Linked DNA regions of Cricetulus griseus: region 1 is linked to region 2. The links are chromatin contacts, called in public Hi-C maps. All regions are on one chromosome and are shown on one strand. Each heading gives the region's core, a stretch centred on a gene start, on an enhancer-like site or on the middle of the called end of the contact. The rest is flanking DNA. Distances are from core to core; before and after follow the strand shown. Region 1 holds the start of LOC103159269. Region 2 has its middle 36 kb from the start of Pcbp1.

Region 1 (6,973 bases), core at 2,869-5,368, 38 kb after region 2:
GACCCACCTGTCCAGTTTCTTTTCTTTAGAGACAGGCTCTTCCTATGTAGCCCTAGCTGGTCTGGGAATTCAATTTGTAGATCTGGCTGACTTTGAACTCAGAGAGATCTGCCTGCTTCGGCTTCCTGAGTGCTCAGATGTGAGGACTGGCCACATGCTTGGCAGTTTTGTTTCATTTTTGTTTTTTCGAGACAGGATTTCTCTGTGTAACAGCCCTAGCTGTCGGAAGTGCTGGGATTAAAGCTAAACCACTACTGCACCTTTTTTTTTTTTTTTTTTTTTTTTTTTTTGAGATGGGGGTCTCAGTATGTAGATTGGTCTTCAAACTTATGAGCTTCCTGAGGGCTGGGCTGGCCTATACCATCACATCCCATTTTTTTGTTTTTTGTTTTTTAACTCTCTCTTCAGTTTTACTGTCCATCAGCCTAGAAACTTTGACTTTTCTCAAGGGCACTGTCTAGCAAACTATCCTGCTTTAACTATTTCTCTCACCATATTTATCTGTATGGTGCTAGGGACTGAACACAGGGCCTCGTGCATACCAGACAATTCCTCTACTACTAAACTACTTTTAAGGCTTGCTGGGTCAGGCAGTGACTGACAGGTGCAGGGAGACACCAGCACTCAAGTCCCTCATCATCAAAATGACACACTCCCACCACTCAGCTTTTGGTCCATACTTACCTGCTGGCATGTAGATGTGACTTTTCATTTCTAGTTGATGGGATACACTGTTCTCCTTGTGTCTGTCTCCAGCCTCTCCAGTGTGTATTCTGCTTGATACATCTCAGCCTCTATTAGAACCTCCTTCCGTAGACGACTTCCCAGTGGCGGTTCCTGCCTTTCATTTCTCCAAGGTGGGAGCCATCCTATGCTTTGCTGCCCAGGTTATTTTAAAACCACTAGGCATGTTGAGGAGGGCTGAGAAAGTTCAACTGCCTTCCCATGGTATATCTGAACCATTTCCCTCTTCCAGGGACGCTACTGGCTTATCTAAAGACTCTAAAGTTTGTTGTTCACTTGCCCTGATTAGGGCTCAGTTTCCAGAAGACTGTACTAGGTCCTCATCGGCCCCATGCCCCTCCTGGTCACTCAGCCAAGCTTAGTACACATTTTTGCCCTTTTCTGGCTTTTCAAGACATGGTTTCTGTGTAGCCCTGGCTGTCCTGGAACTCACTGTGTAGATCAGGCTAGCCTCAAACTTCAGCGTACTGAAGTTAAACGAGTGTGCCACCACCACCTGGCGTTTATTTTTTTCTTTTTTCCCTTTTCCCTTTTCCTGACACAGGGCCTCTATGTAGCTGGCCTGGCTGGCCTGGAACTATGTAAGGAACCCAAACTCAAGTTCTGCTTGCCTCTGCCTCCTGGGATTAAAGTTATACACCCACCTGGCTAGTATACATTGTTTTGTTCTTATCTTTTAATCAGGTTTTCTCTGCCCATGTATGCTAGGCAATCCCTACTCCCAGAAATAGGCCATCTGCCATCTAGTTTATTGTGTTCTAAAACTGTTTTTTTTGTCCCCAGCTCAGGGAGTGTGTTCTTCTAACACCTTCAACTTTCAGTGCTTTGCTCCAGGCCACAAGTGGCAGAGCCTAGTCTATTCTATAACCTGGACTCCTTCAGCATGCCCCAAAGCAGTGCATGGAAGTTTCATCTGCAGGGACCCCCCCAGGCCCATGCCACGGTGGATGACCTCCCATAGGGGTTCCTCTGCCTGGTTTTGAACTGGCCACTTAGGCACCTCAATTGTCTTACTGTTGTGTCTAGTACACACTTTTTCTTTTGCTCTGGGGTCCTTCCTAGACTCAGCCGATAGGGTCTTGGTTACTAGGCCTTTGCCACAGCTGATCTCAATTTGAAGATAAACTCCCAGAGATCTTTTTAGTGGGTGTTAAAGATGCAGTTTTCTGTGCAGTGGGACTCAGGAAGCTGCATTTTAACACCCCTGGTTGGTCTACATTCCTGGGAGGACTGTACCACTTAGGATTATTTCCTTCGATAATTAGCTAAACACTGTACACAGCTGAGGAAAATCAGAAAAATACCCTTTTGTTTCTCGGCCCCTTACTTGACAGGTGTAACATTCTGACAGGCTCCTTGCCACAGGTGCATGCTCCCCACGTGGTCCTTCTGCTGGTGCCATCCCAGACGTGACCCAAGATCCTCCAATCCCTCTGCAGCTGTGGCCCTCCTTCCCACCCTGTGTTTCCCCATTCCTCCTAGGCCCTGCCCACCCCCCACAACCCTTCCCCAGAACATTTTATTGTTCTGGCCAAGTTTCGACTGTGGATGGGGGTAGGGGAACCACTGGCTAGACGACAGGGTGCTCTCCATTCATCCTGTCCTACTGAATGGGCAGTTTTTCCACCTGAGAAAACCCCGTATTTTCTACCAGAGAAACAGGCAGAGGCCTCTCTCTGAAACTTAAGTTGGAGACATGTCACTCCCAGGAAGAGACCACGTCTAAAAACATCCCAAAGCAGGCCCAACCTGCCATTCCTTTGTTGGGGCAGAGGGAACGGAATCTTACCGATAAGGCAAGGAAAGATTGCAAAGGATAACAAGCGCGGCCCACCCTTATCCCTCCGGCCTCCACGAACCCCATACTTAAAAAAGGGGAAGGGAAGGGGAAAAGAAGAGCTCCAACGGGAGAGTTTAAGATAAGTAATTCCCAGCTTTTTCAAATACGAAGCATTTTTTAACCAATCCACTTTCTTTAATTCTTAAATTCTTGACATTACAGAACTAAACTGAAATTTATTAACATTCCACTCTTACATTGCTTATCGACAAACAGAAATAAAATCCATGAGCCAAAAAACCCAAACAAAACTAAAAACAGGGAAAAGCTTATAAAACTAAATATGGATCCCAGCAATAACAGCTGAACAGAGAATGTGATTTTCTTTTTAAATTCTTAGCAGATGATAAAGTGTAGAAACTGAACACTTACAAATTATTTAAAACCTGGAATCACTGACCAGAAATTACACAGTTGGATCATGGGAAAACAGCAGAAGGGGGTTACGAGCGAACCTACACTGTTCTAGCTGCACCCCATGCCCTTCTCAGAGGAAAGCCTGGCATTGATGAGATACTGGGCCAGGCTGATACTGGCAGCCGAGCCGGTGATAGTGACCTGCCTTCCAGAAGAGCCTTCCACTGGGTTGGCAATTTTGATCTGGGCCCCGGACATCTGGCGGATCTCATTGATGTTGGCGCCTTGGCGCCCGATTATACAGCCGATTAAGTTATTTGGAATGGTGAGTTCATGGGTGGTTTGAGTAGATGCATCCAAACTTGCCCAATAGCCTTTCACCTCTGGAGAGCTGGAGTCAATTCCGGCGAATCCCGTCCCGCCGTGCATCATGGCAAAGTGAGACTGTTGTCTTGCCACCTGGTTCAGCTTGGCCAGATCGAGCGGAGAAATGGTGTGTTGTCCTTGAATCGAGTAGGCGTCTAGAGGTGGTCCCTCCAGGTCGTGGGTGGCGTGGGGGTAGCCCGCCGCGTCGCTGCAGCGATCTTGGCCGCCCGCGCAGATGACCGGCGAGCTGGCCGGCATGGGCTGGTACGGGATGGTCATGACTCTCCCTTGCGGAGACTGGGAGAGCGTCTCCAGCATGACCAGGCAGATCTGCTTGACACACTCGGTCACCGACTGCGGCACGCCGGCGATAGTGATGGCCCGCTCGGTCGAGTTGGGCAGCATATCCCCCGCCACCTGGACCTGGGCCCCCGTGCTCTCGCGGATCTCCTTGATCTTGCAGCCGCCCTTGCCGATCAGAGAGCCGCACTGGGTGGCGGGCACCACCAGCCGGAGGGTGACCGGGGGCCTGCTGGCCGCCGTGCTGTTGGTCATGGAGCTGTTGATATCTTCCTCCAGCTTGTCGATGATCATGGCGAAGGCCTTAAAGATGGCATTGGTGGGCCCAGTCAGCGTGATGATTCTCTCCGGGCAGTTCCCCTCCGAGATGTTGATCCGCGCGCCGCTCTCCTCGCGGATCCTCTTCACCGACTCCCCTTTCTTCCCGATGATGCTGCCTACTTCCTTTCCGTGCATCAGCAGCCGAATGGTGAGAGTCACGTTGAGTCCGCTTTCAGTCACACCGGCGTCCATGGCGAGCGGCGGGCGGCGTTCGGGAGTTGGGCTCGTTACGTGGTCAAGTCCTGGGCGGCTGGCGGGGGAGGGGAGGAGTAGGCCCGAACTGCCGGCGCGAGCGAGCGGGGGCCGCGGGAGCGGGCGGGCGCGGGAGGGAGGCCGCGGCGGCGTCGCAAGGCGAGCGGCGGCGGCGGCGGGGGCGAGCGGGGCCGGGAACGGCGGACGGGCGGGTGGGCGAGGGCGCGGCGGTGGCGACTCCGGCGGCAGCCTCGGCGGTCTGGGCGGGGCGGGAAGCCCGCTTTCAACCCCGCGTACCCTCTGACCCCGGAAGTACTTGCCGCGCAGGACCCCTAGGAGAAGAGAGAGAAAAAAAAAAAGAGGACCGGCTTTTTTTTAGGTCACAAGACTGCGCCAGCGCGCGCGCGGCACTTGAGAAAAGTAGCCCGGTGGCTCGGCGGGAGGCGAGGAAACGCACAGCGAGGGCGCACCTGGGGACCCGGCAGGGTTTGAGAGGGAGCACGTGCTTTATGAACTCTGGCGGCACCGGCAGGGGGCTGCGAAACTTATTGTTTTGTGACGGAGACGGGCGCCGCTCGCCCGCCCGCCCCGCCGATGAGTTCGAGCGCGGAGCGATACAGGCATCCGCGGAAGCCACTGCAGGCGGTAGCCGGGGACGCCGCGGGTTTAAAACGTGCGCGCGAGGTGGCCCAGGCGCATGCGCAAGGGCGAGGGGGGGCCGAGCGAGGCCCACGGCGTCTTCCGGGGGGGAGGGGCGGCGAGGCGAGGCGCGGCCCGGCGGGCGGGCGGGCGAGCACGCGCTCTGGTGGGCACGTGGGGCCTCTTCGTCCCCGGCGTCCGGGCGCCTCGTCCCAACCCCCACCTTGGCCTCAGTCCGGTGGCCGCGTCCGGTGCGCAGAAAGAGTTGAGACGCGCCTACCCCGGCATGCGCCGCTCCGGCGGGCGGGCGAGCGGGCGAGCGGCAGCTGTGGGGGTTTGGGCAAGTGTTAGTTAGGCACAGGGCCGCGAGGAGAATGGCGTCCATTTACATAATGCTTTGTTTGCGTTTTGTTGGCCTGTGTCCGTGAAGCCCTCAGAAGCCCCACCTCCCGCCCTTGCGTCGCGTCTCCCGCGGCAGCCGCCGCGGACCTTAGAGCAGGAGTGCGCGCCGAGGCGGCCGGCGTGGCCCCGCACGACCACGCTCTGTGGAGGCGGCCAACCCCCGGCCCGGCCCCGGCCCGGCCCCGCCGCCGCCGCCGCCGCCGCCATCTTGGGAGGTCTCCCTGACCGAGTTCCTCACGCCGGGAAATGGCCATCGAGACGCTGCCTTGCCCTCTCCCGGCCCCAGGGGCATGGCCAGACTAGAGGAGGTCGTGCGAATGTGTTTAATGCCTCAGAGAAAGGGCTAACCCGGCGCTCCTCCGCCCCCTTTCATCCCCACAGTGGGGAAGGCCGGCAGCCATGTTTCCCAACAAAATGGCGACACGTGTCGCCAACGAGAAATTGGGGTGGGTCCGAAAGCTCTAGAACGTGGTGTCTGATCATTCTCAATCCTTCCCCACGTCCGGTCAGGAGGAAATGGCAGGCCGCTTTTGGGAGTTTGTGGGCAGAAATCTACGTCCTCCGCCTCCTTTGTTGGGCGTGTGAATAACTAGAAGGCAGGCCTAACGTTGAGTTTTTTTTTTTTTTTTTTTTTTTCCCTAAATTGGATAACGGCCGGCAGGTGTGTTTGCAGCACCTAGCCAAGTACCCAGGCATCTGTTTTTCTAGACCTTGAACAGGTTGTGGTGTTAAGTGATTAAAAATTTTATAGTTAAGCCATTAGAATGCCAGTGACTCATTCCACTGTCCAGTGACCCGCAAGTTCGCAGTTATGTCCACTTTGATAGTCAAGAGGAACCGATGGTGATTGTAGGTCAATTCAGATTCCATTCTAAACATTTCACTACATTTTTTTTTTTTTAATCACAGTCCCCTGATGTGAAGTGGGCATTTATTTCTCTTTCTCTCTCTTTTTTTTTTTTTTTTTTTTTTTACCCCCCAACAGAGTAAGACAAACGCAGAGAGATTATGGCGAATGGAATCCATATCCTTCTGATTTCCTTACTGGTGAGCACCTGTTGCAGATTTTTTATTTAAATCAGTTGTTTTTTTATTTTTTTATTTTTTTGCAGAGCTGGAGGGTCTTAAGACATAGGGTCTTAAATTTGCCAAACTCCACATTCTCAGCCCGTGTGTTTTTCAGTGCAAAGTCACTATGAAGCCCAGCTTACCCTGATCTCTGGATCCTCCTGTCTCATCCTTTTAGATACTGGAATTAATAGGCATATGCTACCTGAAAGGTTCAGGCATTATGCTGGCCTGCCCCTGTTACCTGGTGGAACTAAGTCTGTTACCATGGGAACTAAGTGCACGCAGGTGCAGAGGACCCCTTTATGCTCTCTGCTTTCTCTCTCTTCACCCCCCCCCCCCTGTCTGTCTCTCTGGCGACTGGCCATGGCGGTCAGCCATTTACCCCTGTTCCTCTTCTCTTAGTCTCCCTACTCTGCTGGGCCCCTATAATAAACTAGTCAACATGTCTTATGTCTCAGCATTTCTCTTTTCTTCGTTCTAAACAAAAGAATAACTTCCCACTGGCAGGATTATAGAATGTAAATGTTACAGGACATGATAACCTTTCAACTAGCACTGGGGAGTCAGAAACAGGTAGATTTCTGAGACCAACCGGCTACATAGCAAGACCTTGTTTCAAAAAGAAAGAATTTAAATGCTGTTTTCGGTGCCCCCCCCCCATAGGATTGTCCTGGAGCTCACTGTTTTGTTTTGTTTTGTTTTTGTTTTTTCTTTTGTTTTTCGAGACAGGGTTTCTCTGTG
Region 2 (7,366 bases), core at 833-3,332:
ATGGGATAATGTAAATCCTAGTGTCAACAGATCCTGCTACAAAGCCAAGAGGTGCCCAGCCCAGCATCAGGTTATCTACACTAACCTGTAGGACTGCTGAACTGTGGTCCCAGATGCTCTCTTTGAAGCCGAGTGGTTAGGGAATGAGCATGAGTCTGCACAGCATGTGGAGGACTGTCTGCTGAGCTCTACCTAGTAACTTACCTAGCTGAAGATTGGAAGAAATATCCTGGCCTCCTATCAGAAGGGGAGCTGGAAGATGGGATCCTAGCCGACTCAACTGAGCTCTCCCTCTGCCTTTTTCTAGCTCTTCTGCCATGAAGTTCTGGTTTCCTCTGCGCATAAGGCTTAGACTCATCTCTCTTGGTCCTTCAGGCTGAGACATTGTGTAAAGAGATGCTGCTGGGCCCTTCCCTTCCCATCTTGCTGACCACTTTAGTAAGTTAGTTAATGGTACCCTTACATAAACAGGATTGTCCCTGCTTGCTTCCACTGCACAGAGAACTGCCTGAAAATCACCCAAGAACATGTGTAGGAACCTGTTTCTGTGGTTTCCCACACCACAGAAACACGAAGCCTGAGGACCAGAGCACATGTGCAGGGTAACCAGAGTGCTTTAAACACATGTCTGGGTAGCACTCGGAGAGACCACCAAAGCAGCCATACTTGCCTAAAGTGGAAGCTGTCTCTCGATAACACACTGCTGACCTGATGACTACTGTAAGCCACTTCTTCCTACTAGCACTGCTTTAATTCAGCAGCTGCATCCTTTCTCTGGACTGTTGCTTAGCTGGTCTTCCTGTATCCACTCCTCCCTTACCATAACTGTCTGTTTTGTAAATTTGGGGTGTTAGGATTTGAACCCATGGCCTTGTCTTTAAGACAAACATTCCACTGAGATCCTTGTTTCAAGTTCATGCTGTTCCCTTGCTTACACCCTTCAGTGGAGCAGGGGCACAATTTACTTTCCTAGCATCCATGAAGCCCTGGATCTCATCCCCAGCACTCAGCAGGCAGAGGCAGGAGGATCTCTGTGAGTTCAAGGCTAGCCTGATCTACATACAGAATGAGTTCCAGGACAGCCAAGGCTGCACAGAGAAACCCTGTCCCCCCTCCCCCCAAAAAGAGAAGACAGTGAACTTTGCTCACTCACCTTTGTGATTCCCACAGTGCTCAAAGCCTAGGCGTGTTTGTGATATTTGCTGAAGTTGTGATTTGTGACCGGGGAAATGAGTAGGTGAGCCCTGTCTGTTTGCCTGCACTTGCCTGACAAGCCCAAAGTGGATCGATCACCCTTGGTCCCAGCACCCCAGGCCCTTTACTCATCCTGCATAGTGAACAACCAAACACTGCTCTTTACCATGTGTGGCATGCAGGCCCCACAGGTGTGGAAAGTCACCACACGTTCAGGGAGGCTTGGACCCAGGTTTTCCACATCCTCAGGACAAATGTGGTCCATGACTCTAACACAGTCAGATCAACTCAAAATCCACACACATCCTTCAACCAGGCTCCTGAGTCTAGATTATGCCATCATGAAAGAAAAACAGTCCTTACCAGATGGCTTTGTTTAGCTTAGTTTTTATTTGATTGATTTTGGGTTGGTTGGCTTGTAAATAGGGTCTCAATGTGTAGCCCAGGCTGGCCCAGAACTCAGGGTCCTCCTGCCTCATCCTCCCCAGTCCTAGAATTACCAGCATTGGGCACCATATCAAGCTAGAAGGGACTGGGATGGGACTAAGGGTTAATACCTGCTGTTGAACTCTATTTTGTAAACTTGAAAGATTCGGTGTGTCTCCACAAGGCCACCTCTGACATCTTTGAGTTAACTTTTTCAGTGTCTCAAGCCAGGATGTCCTGACAGGAAACCTGAGTAACACCAGGTTCTTTCTTCCTGTCCATGAGTTTTGTGTGGGTGAGTGCAAGTCACTTCCTTGGAAGTGCCTTGGCTTTGCTAGGCCCTGCACATGTGCTGGGGAGCCTCCAGGGTCCTCTGCTCTTTGTCCTCAGCACTCTAACAGCACTCGAGGGAAGGAAGCACTGGGGCACATCCTCTCAGGAGTCCAAGGGCTGTTGTAAATGTCTGAGGTCTGGCAACACTTAGCATCTGTGAAAGCAACTTGTTTTCAGACAGACCACATGGAGCACACCTGGTAGAGGTCTCAGGTCACATGCATTATTAACAAGAATTGTAGCTAAGGAAAACTAAAAGCCACAAGCTATGCCTGTCAGGGCTAAATTAACACTGGAGAGGTTTAATGAGTTACCAAAGATTGTGTGACTTAGAGTTTATACTTCAGCTATCTGTGATCTTTGCGGTATGAAAGCTATTTCCCCCAAAACACTAAGAAGAGGTGCAAAGAAGCAGAGGTAGGCAGATTTCTGTGAGTTCTAGGACAGCCCTACCTACACAGTGAGTTCCAGACAGCTGGGACTACATAGTGACACCTGGTCTTAGAAAGAAATAGTGGAGCCTGGTGGTGGTGGCGGTGGCGCACACCTTTAATCCCAGCACTCGGGAGGCAGAGGCAGTTGGATCTCTGTGAGTTCGAGGCCAGCCTGGTCTCCAGAGCAAGTCCCAGGACAGTCTCCAAAGCTACACAGAGAAACTATGTCTCGAACCACCCCCCCAAAAAAGAAAAAGAAAATGGATTTTTATTTTATTTTTCTTAGCAAAGTACTCCAGACAAATAATAGTCAACTGAAGGCATCAGAACAATCCTCACAGAGCTCTCAGAGCAGGAATTGAGTCTCAAGTTTCTGTCCCCAACTCCCGGCCTCAGACAGCTGTAAATGCATATCCCATGTGGATCCAGTCTCTGAAATACTGAATGGAAATTTACTGGGGCCCTCTAGGAGGCTAGACTCTCACACAAACTGACCTGCCCCAGGGGACTCTCCACTGTGCCAGATATTTTATGAGGATCGGCATTCCCAGTTGATTGAGTCGGCAAAAGGAAACCAAAGAACTGTGTCTTAAAACTGATTTATCCTGCTTAATTGTCCACAGGGGACACTCTACTCTAGGCCAGGAGTTGGACAAATATGAGGTTTGTAGATTCTGTGAAAATGTGGGAGATTTTTGTGTCGTTTTGGTTTTTTTAGAGACAATGATCAGCAGCAGAGTGGCAGAGAGGTTGGATGGCCTTGCAGGAAGATGACACCAGCAGAGGAGAGAGGAAAACATAGAGCTCTCCAGGTTTTTCTGGAAAAGGAGAGTAAAGGGCAAGCAGAGGACTGTTGACCATCAACTTCAGAAAGGCTTCCCAGCTCAACTGCTCTGGGGTTTCCCAAGTCAGGGAAAAAGTGCTGGCTGTCCAGAAATGAAACGGTCCTGCTAAGAGCAGCAGGAAGTTGGAAACCACCAAGGGCTGCATAAAAAGGGACATAGGGCACCCTAAGATGTGTGTCTAAACAAAACAAAAGATTGCTCTAATTTTGCTTTCAAATGTTTGTATGAAACAACAAGCAAATTAGTATATACCTCCCCTTTGAATTTGGGAGTCTTTAATTTGGGAGTGATTGTACAAGGGAAAGTTGTGTATGCAGGGGCAAGTTATGTGATCACAGATAACAAATGTATTATTTCAAAAACAGCTATGGGAAAGACTTGTTTTGTTTTCTTTCTTTTTTTTTTTTTTTTAGACAGTTTCTCTGTGTAACATCCCTGGCTGTCCTGGTTCTCCATTTTGTAAACCAGGCTGGCCTTGAACTCACAGAGATCCACCTGTTTATGCCTTCCTTCCAAGTGCTGGGATTAAAAGCCTGGTCAAGAAAGGTTTTTTTTTGTTGATGTTTTGAGTCATTGTCTCACTGTTTAACCCTGGCTGTCCTGGAACTTACCGTGTAGACCATGCTTGCCTCAAACACACAGACATCTGCCTGCCTCTTGTGTACTGTGATCAAAGCATGTGCTCACAAAGGCAGTGGTGGCACACGCCTTTAATCCCAGCACTCGGGACACAGAGGTAGATGGATCTCTGAGTTTGATGCCAGCCTAGTCTACAGAGTGAGTTCCAGGACAGCCAGCCTGTTACACAGAGAAATCCTATCTTGAAAAATCAAAAACAAGAGGGAGAAATAGAAATAGGGGAAAAGTCACCCACAGAATTTTGGCCAGAGTTCCCGCTCCTGCCAAGACCGCTCAAACCATGAGAGGCTAAGCATGTGCTGACAGTTTACCTCAGTACTAGAACCACAAAGGCTTCATTAAATTGGACAAAGCCACCTTTCTTTTTTGTTTGTTTTTCGAGACAGGGTTTCTCGGTGTAGTCCTGGCTGTCCTGGCACCGTTGTAGACAAGGCTGGTCTCGAACTCACAGAGATCCGCCTGACTCTGCCTCCCGAGTGCTAGGTTTAAAGGCGTGTGCCACCATTGCCCAGCGCCACAGTATATTTTTTAAGGAATTGTCTTGTCAAATGTTACAACAACCCGAGCCTCCAAAACCGCAGAGAAACCCTACCTCGAAAAACATAGATGAAACATTGGACTAAGTAAGATGAGCCTGAACAAGAGCAAGTATTGCAAGCTCCCATGCACTCATGCTATGTAGGCAGGGCAAATTCCTAATGGTAAACGCAAGAGCAAGGAAGTGGGCAACAAATGCTGCCGAGGAGAGGAGGGGCTCAGGGCTCCGGGCGGGACCGGAAGGGCACAGCGCAGGCGCAAGCGTCTTTGTGTGCACACAGGCTGAGTTTCTGCGTCCCGTGCTACACCCATCCTGCAGGTCTGGCTCTGTACCACCCAGTTTACTCCAGGAGCGTTGAGGATCCCACGGGCTCTTCCTCAGCCTCCACCGTCCCGCTGTGAGCACGCAAAGGGCCTCACAGCAAACACGCAGTGTCTGCGCGACCTCCACGCGGCCACACGACAGAAGACACACAGAAACAGCGTGTACAGACGCTAACCACACAACACACACATACAGCTAACACACCACCCAGTCTCATGCACCACACACATCACAAACACATGGTGTTATGCTTTAGTTGCACTCTCAGGCGGGCACTCTGCCCCCTGCCTTCTGCTCTAAGCTCTTACCAAGCAACCCTGGTGAGCACAGGAGGCCCCTGGTGTCCCAATCCCTTTGTTTCCTGGTCTTGCATCACAGGTCTGCAAGATGCCTGCCTCCAACCCGCCAGTACCCCGTAGTGCTGCTTGGCCAGACAGGCTTCCTGGCAAGCTCTGGCCTCGTTCTCCTTACCTGAGCTCCAACCTGGACCACTTGCTGACCTGCTGGGGCTCTAACCCCAGTTCCTGCAGGACCTTGATTAACTGAACGCTTCCCTGACGCTGTAAAGAGAGAAGGCTCCCTGGGCATCTCTTCCATCTGCTGCACAGTCTGACAGTCCTTTGTAATTGCTTGGTTACTGTGTGCCCATATAAAGGGATAGCCAGGAGTCCTGTTTGCTAACAACCGGCTTCCCTCCCCAGGGACAGCAGCAGAAGAGCTACAGCTTGCTTGACTGTAACTACAGCTTCTTAGAGACACCTACTCCCTCTGGCTGTCCTCTGCAGGCTCTGCCACCAAGCCACCTTGCCTTTGAGGCTCACTTGCTAACTTGTCAGGTCACAGCAGCATTCTGACTGCCCCTCACAAGATCCTACCTACCCCTTATCACACCAGTGTTTTTTGAGCTAGTCTTCAAATAGCAAACAGCATTCCAGGGAGGGGCCCCTGGATTCCAGAAGATGGACTTGGTCTATTACTCTGACCTAGGGGACTGGAGCCCTGGGACAAGATCTGGACCTTGCCCCACAGTTTGTTTCTGGTTTTTCTCGAAACAGTTTTTGTTTGTTTGTTTTGTTTTTTGTTTTTGTTTTTGTTTTTTTTTTTTTGAGACAGGGTTTCTCTGTGGCTTTGGAGACTGACCTGGAACTAGCTCTTGTAGACCAGGCTGGTCTCAAACTCACAGAGATCCACAGTGCTGGGACTAAAGACATGTGCCAGCACCGCCCGGCTGTTTCTGGGTTTTCTATTTTGTTTTGTTTCCATTTTTCCATCCTTCTGTGTTTTGTTGTTTGTTGTTGTTGTTGTTTACTTGTTCTTTTGTTTTTCTAGTCAGGGTTTCTCCGTGTAGCCTTGGCTGTCCTGAACTTACTCTGTAGACTAGGCTGGCCTCAACTCACAGACATCCACCTGCCTCTGCCTCTGCCTCTGCCTCCTGAGTGCTGGCATTAAAAGCACCACCACCTGTCTTCTTTCTCTCTTAAGATTCAAGATGTTTCCCTAGTGCCAGGTTTCTCATTAAGTCCATAATGGCCCCCTCTATTAAGGTGTCTCCTTCCTTGCTCTCCTTCTCTGTTCTTCCCCCAACTCGACCTTCCTGATCCCTCATGTTCTCCTTCTCCTTCCCCTTCTCCCCTCCTTTTTCTCCTACCTACCTCCCCCCTTCTCCCATGCTCCCAATTTACTCAGGAGATCTTGTCCCTTTCCCCTTAGTCGGGGTCCTAGGATGAATCTAAGCAATAGTGGAGAGGCTGCCTTAAATACCCTTTCACTATAATGAGATTGATGACTACCTTAAATGCCATCCTAGAGCCTTCACCCAGTAGCTGATGGAAGCAGAGATTCACAGCTAAGCACTGAGCCAAACTCCTGGACTCCAGCTGTAGAGAGGGAGGAGTGATGAGCAAAGGGGTCATGACCATGCTGGGGAAACCCACAGAAGCAGCTGACCTGAGCAAGTGGGAGCTCATTGACCCCAGTCTGACAGCTGGGGAACCTGCAAAAGACCGAACCAGGCCCCCTGAACATGGGTGTCAGTTGGGGGGCTTGGGCAGTCTGTTGGGCCCTCTGGCAGTGGAACCAGTATTTATCCCTAGTGCATGATCCAGCTTTTGGAGCCCATTCTCTATGGAGGGACACTCTCTCAGCCTAGATACAGGGGGGAGGGCCTCAGTCCTGCTCCAGATGTTGTGACAGACTTTGATGATTCCCCATGGGAGGCCTCACCCTCTGGGTGGAGTGGATGAGGGGTGGGTTGGGGAGATGGTGTGGGCGAATGGAAGGCTGGGAGGGAGAGGGAACTGGGATTGGTATGTAAAATAAGATTGGTTTTTAATTTAAATAAAAAATTAATTTAGCGTTGGTGGCACACGCCTTTAATCCCAGCACTCAGGAGGCAGAGGCAGGTGGATCTCTGTGAGTCGAGGACAGCCTGGTCTCCAGAGCAAGTGCCAGGATAGGCTCCAAAGCTACACAGAGGAAACCTTGACTTAAAAAAAAATATTCAAGACTTTTTTAAAAAAAAAGTCTTGAATATTTGGCTTGGCTATGGTGGCTCACACTTCTAATCCCAGCACTTGGATCTCTATGAGTTCGAGACCAGCCTAGTTTACAGAGTGAGTTCCAGGACAGCCAAG

Evidence for each region. Hi-C and Micro-C count contacts between places; a contact is called where the count stands out from the background.
Region 1: a Hi-C map of liver shows a contact between it and region 2, with 4 times the contacts expected there. The contact joins the promoter of LOC103159269 here to the enhancer-like site in region 2. A contact is called at or near these places in 4 of 8 Hi-C or Micro-C datasets (the CHL-YN cell line, the CHO-K1 cell line, fibroblasts and 1 more).

What each region holds. Positions count from the first base shown.
Region 1 is chr8:58,278,874-58,285,846 of CriGri-PICRH-1.0, forward strand. It overlaps LOC103159269, which reads left to right and starts at 4,119. Exons shown (of 5, transcript XM_035449039.1): 1 at 4,119-4,137; 2 at 4,202-4,793; 3 at 6,147-6,208. The coding sequence starts at 4,119. Pcbp1 (poly(rC)-binding protein 1) reads right to left here and starts at 4,299. Exons shown (of 1, transcript XM_027428603.2): 1 at 2,696-4,299. The coding sequence starts at 4,120. The coding sequence ends at 3,050.
Region 2 is chr8:58,243,184-58,250,549 of CriGri-PICRH-1.0, forward strand. No RefSeq gene overlaps it. Among named protein-coding and RNA genes, the nearest start is that of Pcbp1, 36 kb to the right of the region's middle. Within about 2 kb of position 2,083, at least 2 of the 6 cell types and tissues checked have open chromatin away from gene starts, as enhancers often do. A contact at or near this core is called in the CHO-K1 cell line, where this site is marked.